Regions from separate parts of the Mus musculus genome. Here all the other regions are linked to region 3. The links are chromatin contacts, called in public promoter capture Hi-C maps. All regions are on one chromosome and are shown on one strand. Each heading gives the region's core, a stretch centred on a gene start, on an enhancer-like site or on the middle of the called end of the contact. The rest is flanking DNA. Distances are from core to core; before and after follow the strand shown.

Region 1 (2,867 bases), core at 160-2,659, 2.3 Mb after region 3:
AAATCCGTGTCTCAAACAACAACAACAAATTTTTTTTTTAAAAAAGTCCAACTACATTGTGAAGTTGAATGAAAAAGTTTACTGAATAATTATCACAAAAGAAGAAAAAGTTAAAAAAAAAATACTCTGAAAATTAAGTCATCTGAGCAAACCAAAGCAAAGTCAGACCAAAACCTTATGTATATAAAAACTAGCCACAAAGGTAGTAACTAAAATAGGATGAAGAAAAATTTAGGTGGCAAGGAGTCACTCCTATTTGAAGGCAAATACCATGCAAATCCTTGATTCCAAAACCGAGACACACTGTTTTACTACTAATTGACAGCTTTCTGCAAATATTCTGCAATTGTACAACACGGATAACTTTTTTTTTCTCTATTTCTTCGAAAATTAGTTCAGAAACTTCTGGAAGAGAGGTTTGGGGGTGCATATAATCTAAATGCGTCATCTGATTATCAAAGAACAAAAAACGTGCTATATTTTTTTTTAAAGTGCCAAGCATCTGCTGGTTAAAGCCCAGACGAAATGGCTTGTTGGTGGTGGCACTCCATACACAGTTTGCTGTTTCTCGGTTATTCTGAGCGCTCTGAGAACTGGAGAGTTGATGGACCAATCCCGAGTAAGAAATGGAAAGTACAGCGAAAGAGCGGACCGTTCCGCACCCCCGGAAGGAAAAAAAAAAAAAAAAGACTGAGGTGTGCAGAGATGGACGGACCCTCCAGGCAAACACAACGGAAAAGCAGCGTCCTCTGGGCTCCCAGTCACCTCAGACACGGCTCCCCGGCCGCCCCCCACTCTCCGGGACCAAGAACCCAAAGTGGAGTCGAGCTGCTTTTCAGGGCCACCTAGCCTCCCAGTCGGGGATTTCCCTCCCGTTACATAACTGGGCCTAGGGCCTGGTTTCTGCCATCCGTCGTCCGAAGGGAAACGGTCGTTTTCCCCTCAGCTTGCTCTCGGGGACAAGGGAGCGGGCCTGGGCCCCCTGCGAGCCCGCGAGAAACCTGGGCGCCGTCGAGAGAGCCCCGGCGCCGGGTGGCGCGGGGGTAGGGGCCTCGGAGAGGGGCGCGGAGGGCGCGTGGAACCCAGAGCCCCGGGGTCCCAGGCGGCCTGGCCCGACTCCGCCAGGCGCCCCGCGTCCCTCGCGGCCCCCTCCCCACGGGCAGCCCCCTTCTCCAGCCGCCCCCTCCCCCGCGCCTCAGTCCAGGGCCCCAGCCCGCGGCCGACGGCCCTGAGCCCTAAGGCCCCGGCCCGGTACCTGGTCAGACATGGTGACGTGGATTCACCCGGGGGTCTCCGCACCACTGCGGCCTCCGGCAGGCAGAACCTCACTCTGAGGTTTACAAATCCGTCCCTTCTCTACAGCACAACACCGCGGCTGCAGGGACTTCCTCTACGTCTTGCGTCACTTCCGCTGCGCGCAGAGGCGAGTTAGCGAAGACGGGAAAAGGAAGCGGGAAAACGCCGTAAGGAAGGCCGGGGGCTAAAATCCTCCAGGTTGTAAACTACTTGCCTGGAGCAAGAGAACTGCTAGGACTTCGGAGGGAGGGAGAATCAGGCCCGCTGCCGCAGCCCTCAGGGAGACCAGCGCTTTGCCTGCAGGCCGAATGTCTGGGGTCAAACTGACTGCTTAGGCTCCTCCCGGTGGGACGACTTGCGCGCTTCTGAGGCCCGGACCAACCCTCACTGAATATAGTGAATTACCCGTATAGTATTTTTATAGGCCCCTCATGCTTGCTGTTGCCACATTCGTGACTCCGGGTGATAGAGGCAGAGGCTACCGGATCTCTGTGAGTTCGTGGCCATCTTCATCTACAAAGTGAGTTCCAGGACAGGACATAGAACCCTGTTGGGGGCGGGGGAGATGAGGGGGCACAAAAAGACGACCCTTCAGGACACATCTTTTGTTCTTGTGTTTTGAGGCAGGGTCTCACTAATAGCCTTGGCTATTATAGAACATTGCAATGTCAACCAGACTGGCCTCCAACTCGTAGAGATCCTCTTGCCTCTGCCTCCCAAGTGCCACCACACCCCCAGCTAGAACAAAGTCTTGGTGGCTACAGACAACTAAAATGCTACTGAAAGTTTTGAAGTTGTAGGCAGGAGCGCCTTCCAACGCATAAACTAGTTGCCTTGTGTCATAGAAAGACCTAAACTGCTTCCTTTGAATACAGTGACCTTGCACAAGCATTCAAGGAGGATTAAGGTTATAATAAGTAAAGGGGGAAAAATGAAAACTTAAATCAAAAACCCTTCACAGAACAAGACATTAGTAAAATAATCTTTTCTGTAAATAGTAATGAGCCAACTATAAATGACCCAGTAGTCAAAGAGCACTGGCTACTCTTCCAGAGGACTCAAGTCTGAGTCCCAGCACCCATGCATGCATTCAAAACTGCCTGTAACTCTAGTCCCAAGAATCAGATACTTTTTTCAGCACCAAGCCAAAGCCTGAATGCGGTTCATAAACACATTCAGACAAAAACACCCATACAAAATTAAAAATTAGTAGGTACAATATAATTACTAATGAAAATACTGAACATTCACATGCGAAAGGAGAAAGAATTTAAATCCCTATTTCACTGCATATACAAAATTAAAATGTTTCAACGGTGTTTATGTAAGACTGTTTTAGGGTTTTTTTTTTAAGATTTATTTATTTATTTTATGTATATGAGTACACTGTAGATGTTGCAGATGGTTGCAAGCCTTCATGTGGTTGTTGGGAATTGAATTTAGGATCTCTGCTTGCTCCAGTCAGCTCCGCTCACTCCAGTCAACCCTGCTCTCTCAGTCCCTGCTCACTCTGACTCAAAGACTTATTTATTATTATTTGTAAGTACACTGTAGCTGTCTTCAAATGCTCC
Region 2 (3,012 bases), core at 207-2,706, 2.4 Mb before region 3:
GTAAGACTATCTCAAAAAAGAAAACAAAAACATGTGTTGTACTTTCATGTTTAAAGACAAAAGACTAGTTAATGCAGGGACATTTCTGGCTTTCAAAAGTGTTAGTATTTTCAGTTCCTCAAATGTCCCAGCTATTGGTCCTAAACCATCTCTTTAGATTCGCATCGGAATTCCCTCCTTACACCCTCCTCTATCCTACCACAGCGACACTCACTGCATGGTACAAGATGTTCCCTCCGGCTCAGACATCCTCCCCTAATTTAAAACTGATTGATCCTTTTTTATCAGCGCCGCGTCACCACCTCCCAAAAATAACTAAGCATAAATTAATGGCTCCGTTACCCAGCTTCTCAGAAAGTACTGGCTTTACTTCTCTGTACACATTCCTTTGATTTTCTAAGAGAATATTCACACATCTGCTTCCACATCAAACTGTCAAATTTCTGACATCCTTAGCTTGTTACCTCTCTCTAACACCGAGACACACACTTAGAAAGGACGGGTTTAGTGACTTAGTGTCAGCGTAAATTTTGGCTTCTTAACCGGGAGCCAAGAAACAGGGATTCTGTCTCTCAGACTCAAATTCCTTCCCGTCTTCTCTGGTTACTTTCCTTATGGAATCTGGTTGCTTCTCAACATGTTTCTAGCTCTGTTTACTCTTGTGCAGCATAAAATAAGCGACTACCCAGAAAACTTTGGCAACTGGTCAAATCTGCCTTTCCTTCTCTCTTCCTCCTGATTCTCCAACACCTAGCTCTCAAAGGGAAAAAGATAGAACACCAGGACACAAGTGATTAAAGGAGTAAACTACCAGATTTTCTGCCGGAATCATTTAGTGCAAGCACCACAACACGATCCAGCCGCCTTGGAGATGCCTGTATCGCGAAGGCTGGGATTGGCAGGCCTGCGCTGAAGCGGCCTCCGTTAGGAGCGGCCCGAAAGCGGCTGCCGTCATTCAGGGCTTTCCAGGTACGAACTGCCGACGATAGCGCCCGGGGGGCGAGAAAGTCGGCCTCCCACGTCCGCCTCCCCGCTCCCTCCCCGGGAGTCCCCCGGGGCAAGCCGCTCGAGCGAGGCTCTCCGGTCAGAACAAGAGAACTCGGAAGCACCAACAGCCAGCGCGGAACAAAGCGCCGGTCCCGGAGTGCGAGAGGACGCCATTACGCGGGCAGCGGCCTGCGCCGACGAGCCGAGCAGGCCTCGCCGCGCGGCCTCGGTCGAGACCAGAGATGCCACGCGAAGACGCAGAAAGCCAGGAGAGAGGGCCGCGGCTGGCTGGCTGCCGAGGTCGCGCGTGGGAAGGGAAAGGCCGCTTACCTTCGTGAGTCTTGGCGATCTTCGCCATTTTGTCCACTCGAACACACAGACGGAACTGGCGCTCCCAAGGACTTCCGCTCGCCGCCGCCAGAAACAGAGGCCGCTCTCTGAGCGTGCGCACCCGGGAGCGCGCGCCGCACTGTAGCACGTACTTCAACTGCCACCTATATGAGACTGCGAGGGGCATTATGGGAGTGGGCGGGGCCAGGGCGGGCTCCCGGCGGCTTCCTTAAAAAGCCAGCGAAACCGCGGGGAAGACTAAACGCGGAAGAGGATGGCTACTTCCCAAGAGGGCTGTAGCCTGTCCGGCCAGTGGTGGGTAACGTGCCGTTAATTCAAGCACTCGGAAGAGAAGAGGCAGTTCGAGGCCAGCCTGGTCTACAAAGAGAGTTCCCGAAGCCAGGGCTGTACAGACAAAGCCTGTCTTTAATAAAACCAAAGGAGCCTGGCAGTGGTGGCGCACCCCTTTAATCCCAGCACTTGGGAGGCAGCGGCAGGCAGATTCTGAGTTCGAGGCCAGCCTGGTCTACAGAGTGAGTTCCAGAACAGCCAAGGCTACACAGAGAAACCCTGTCTCGAAAAAAACAAAAATAAAAAGTAGAGAGAGAGAGAGATTAAATTACACAAAATAGAATTTAGCCAAAGGAACACTGCCTCCAAGACACCCAAAAAATAAACAGTATGCTAGCCAGGCCTGTTAGAAATAAAGTTTATGATGCCTAAGATGTTAATGTTGGTTCACCAGTATTGACCAGCCATTAGATACGGTAGAATACTTCTCTTAACAGGCAGCTCAAGGGAATAGTATAGGGTCACAAGCAATGTTAAGTCCTGATCTACAATAAAGCCCAGTTCTTTTCTTGAGAGAAACATAATTCTGCCAAATGGGTAAGATGACCCCAGGTAACAACTATTTGAAAAAGTACAACACTGGTGCACTTAAAATAATTCTGGCAATAACTGATGCCTAAATGACCAGGCAAATAGGAGTGACCTATTGACCAGATTTTCAGCCTTCTGTCTCTGTTTAAGTTGTACTAAATGTAACCCAGGGTTGGGACCTAAATTACAAATTTGAGGATAACCTCATATTTGGAGAAAATAAGCCTAAGGTGTCTCTAAGTTATCAAAATGTATTCAAGGCTGGCCCTACCGAGCATTAGCCAGAGCCAGCTGTGCCAGACCTTTTTCCTTTATTATCCTCCAAATGTGCAGGATGCTTTCTCACTGGGAAGGCTTATCATTTCTATAACAGATTCAAAGGAGCATTTGCTGCATTTGTGGTAATTGTAGAAGCTAAATACTTCCTGGAGTTCCAGAGTAATGATAAACATCACTAAAAGATCACCCAGAATTGTCTTGTGAATCCTCTTTTATAAAAATAAGATTTTTTCATGCTGGGCGTGGTGGCGCACGCCTTTAATCCCAGCACTCAGGAGGCAGAGGCAGGCGGATTTCTGAGTTCAAGGCCAGCCTGTTCTACAAAGTGAGTTCCACAGGGCTACACAGAGAAACCCTGTCTCAAAAAACAAAAACAAAACAAAAAAGATTTTTCTCACCACAGCCTACTTGTCTGTATGTTTGTTCCTGAAAGAATACTAATATGGTTCAGGACAGGAAGGAGAGTATTAAAATGAGTCCGAGACGGCTCCCTTAGGCTCCTTATTTGGGGAGGTTGTGCAGCCTTGCAGAAAG
Region 3 (2,869 bases), core at 145-2,644:
TTAAAAGCATGTGCCACCACTGACCTGTAAAAAAAGACACATCTTAACCTCCTTGTGCAATGTTAGTGAACCATGGTTTTACCTGATCAAACTATAGTATTAGCCCAAAGCATCTCTCTTGAAACATGAACTACAACTTCTTAGTAAACTTAAACTCTGCCTTATATTGACTCAATTAGAAATTCTTCTAGGGTCATCAGTAATCCTGTCTTCTCAAAGGAACACTTCAGGCTGCTCCAGCAGCATAGCGTAGCTGTAGCTACAGATCCTATCTTACTACCACTAATATACTTCAGAGACTTTTTCCCTTAGAATAATCGCCAGAATCCTTACTCTGTTATTCTGATACTTGGACTTTCTTGAAAAGTCCTGAGAGCAAACTTATTTTCTTTTCTTAAATCTAACTGCTTTCTGCTACTTCTTTCTTTAAAAACTAAAGGGAGCCGGGCGGTGGTGGCGCACGCCTTTAGTCTCAGCACTTCGGAGGCTGAGGCAGGCGGATTTATGAGTTCGAGGCCAGCCTTGTCTACAGAGTGAGTTCCAGGACAGCAAGAGCTATACAGTGAAACCCTGTCTCGGAAAAAACAAAACAACAAAACAAAACTAAAGGGCTTAATCCTTAATTATGATTCTGGCTTAAATCAAGGAATGACTTGTACCAGAGGAAACCTACGAGACGATTTCCATTGGTTTCCCTGTTGCAATCCTTCATTAGACTGAAATATCGAGTTTCAAAAATCTAATATCTCGAAATACTCCAGGGGCTGTTAGGACCAAGCAAGAGAAGGGCGAGGGATCCTGAACTAGACTTTAGGAAAAACTCCATAGAAAGGGAGCACGTGAGGTCAGAAAGCCACACGCGCGACCTCTCAGTGAGCTTCGTGCCACCCAGCTTTCTCCGGTCATCCTGCTCCCCAAAAATGTGGGGCCGTTTCTCTCCGGGGCTTTGAATTCCCGAGCAGGGCTACAGGTCCCTTCCGCTCACTCCCTTGACAGCAGAGCGCCTTCTCTTCCCCCGAACAATCTCTGGGTTGCAGGAGAGCAGATGGGCCGCCAGAAGGTACCGGGGTGTCTCCCCTGCCTTTCCGCGGCGGGCCTCCTCACCTGTGGATAAAGATGCTCCATGAACTGCTCCCGGGAGACGCCCCGCAGCCGGGGTACCGGAAGACGCTGCTCAGCCATGGTGAAATTCACAGGCCTGGGAATTTGGACGAGTTCTTCCACGCGTGATTTCCCCTGGAAACACTACTCCGGAAGAAATGGTCCGCGTAGGTGACTGACCCCAGAGGGCGGCGGCTGGTTCGAAGTGCGCACGGCGGGGAGCCCGAGGGCTTCGGCCTGGGCTGAGGGCTAACACAGCCGAAATGAGAGGACTCACCCGAGGCGGCGGCAGCGAGGCGGCCTTGGCTCCACTTCTCCAACCCCGGCGAGCTGGTTTCCCTCCGGCCTGCTTTCAGTACTGCACAGGCATGCAGAGGTGAAAGGTCACAAACATGGCGCTGGCCGCCCGTCTCCTACCTCTGCCCCTGCTTTCCCGGCCGCTGCCCGGCCCGGTCACCCGACTCCGGACTCTCGGTAGCACCGAGGTGAGGCTGACGCTGACTGAAATTTGCTGCCTGTGCCGCCGTCGCCTGGGCTCAAGCGCGGCTCCGATCCCTCGCTACACTCGGGCCTGGACAAGCCCTGCGTTGCGTTCCTGGAGCTCCCGAAGATCCCTTCTCGGCCGGGTAGAACATCCTCCAGCCCTCGCTTCTTTACCCGCTAGTCCCAGCCGCAGCTACAGCACCGAGGAGCAGCCCCAGCAACGCCAGAGAACCAGAATGATCATTCTGGGATTTTCCAATCCCATCAACTGGGTCCGGACTCGAATTTACGCCTTCCTTATTTGGGCCTATTTCGACAAAGAGTTCAGTATCGCTGAGTTCTCTGAAGGGGCGAAGCAGGTTTGTTTGCTCCCCTAACTGACCTCTCTGCCTCGTGCATTCAGCGTTTCCGTGATCAAGTGTTTAGCCATGAAGTTTCTTCATTGCGACCCGTGGTATCCAACGATGGTAGTGACCTAGACACTGAATCTTTCGGCCACTTCAGGACTTTAATAAGCTTCTAAGTGTGTTCGCATGGTCGTCAGGGAGGAGGGGTTCATTCAAGAAACTAGGATGAAGGCCTAAGTTCAAAGCCTGTTTGTCAGTGCCACTCTAAAATTAGTTAATCCTTTGGGTATGATTTTTCCAGAATTAGAAGATTAGAGAAGACAGTGCCTGGCACACATAGTAGGCACTTCATAAGTATTTGTTAAGTAAATCGAATGGAGTAAGTTATGGTGAGGAATAAGATAACACTGCCAAAGTAATAACATATCATTTCAGGTACAAAGGCAGTTTCCTACCAGCTGTTTGACAGATCTGAATTGCCTTCTGCATTCTCTACCTATATATTCTGTCAAGGATAAGAGTTTGCTGAGGCTGCTGGTCTACTTAGTGTCCAGGTCTAGCACACTGGTGATTCCTAGCTCTGACTTTGCCCATCGTGACCTTTCTGAATAGCAAGTGATGTTGCCTTAACAATGGTCACTTTGAATCTCAAGATCATTGACACAGTTTGTGTGTACATGCTTTTCTTTCCAGGAAGACTTTTTAAATCTCCTTTCATTTTCTTAGGTTGTCAGTCCCTAGCATTTCAAAACTGTTGATTAATACAAAGGTAGAAGTCATAGTTTATTCTCCAGTTCATACTGGAATAGACCATCAGGATAATAATTTAACAACATTGACTATATGCTGGTATTTTTAATTTTACTTCTGACTTATTCAGATTTTCCCCAATTCCTAGCCATTTATACCCAACTCATGTAGTTGTAAATGAGTTCTCA

The links. Promoter capture Hi-C pulls out the DNA fragments that hold promoters and counts their contacts.
Region 1: a promoter capture Hi-C map of pre-B cells shows a contact between it and region 3, with 11 times the contacts expected there. The contact joins the promoter of Sumo1 here to the promoter of Tyw5 in region 3. A contact is called at or near these places in 2 of 39 promoter capture datasets (HPC-7-derived erythroid cells and pre-B cells), 1 of 115 datasets of contacts at active chromatin or transcription factors (the 230-238 cell line) and 1 of 9 other capture datasets (adipose tissue).
Region 2: a promoter capture Hi-C map of hippocampal neurons shows a contact between it and region 3, with 7 times the contacts expected there. The contact joins the promoter of Sf3b1 here to the promoter of Tyw5 in region 3. A contact is called at or near these places in 3 of 39 promoter capture datasets (embryonic stem cells, hippocampal neurons and liver) and 3 of 115 datasets of contacts at active chromatin or transcription factors (embryonic forebrain, embryonic stem cells and stem cell-derived neural progenitor cells).

The regions. Positions count from the first base shown.
Region 1 is chr1:59,669,425-59,672,291 of GRCm38.p6, forward strand. Sumo1 (small ubiquitin-like modifier 1) reads right to left here and starts at 1,410. Exons shown (of 5, transcript NM_009460.2): 1 at 1,256-1,410. The coding sequence starts at 1,267.
Region 2 is chr1:55,026,022-55,029,033 of GRCm38.p6, forward strand. It overlaps Sf3b1 (splicing factor 3b, subunit 1), which reads right to left and starts at 1,457. Exons shown (of 25, transcript NM_031179.2): 1 at 1,318-1,457. The coding sequence starts at 1,345.
Region 3 is chr1:57,405,280-57,408,148 of GRCm38.p6, forward strand. Tyw5 (tRNA-yW synthesizing protein 5) reads right to left here and starts at 1,395. Exons shown (of 8, transcript NM_001037742.2): 1 at 1,105-1,395. The coding sequence starts at 1,182. Maip1 (matrix AAA peptidase interacting protein 1) reads left to right here and starts at 987. Exons shown (of 5, transcript NM_001081181.3): 1 at 987-1,943. The coding sequence starts at 1,494.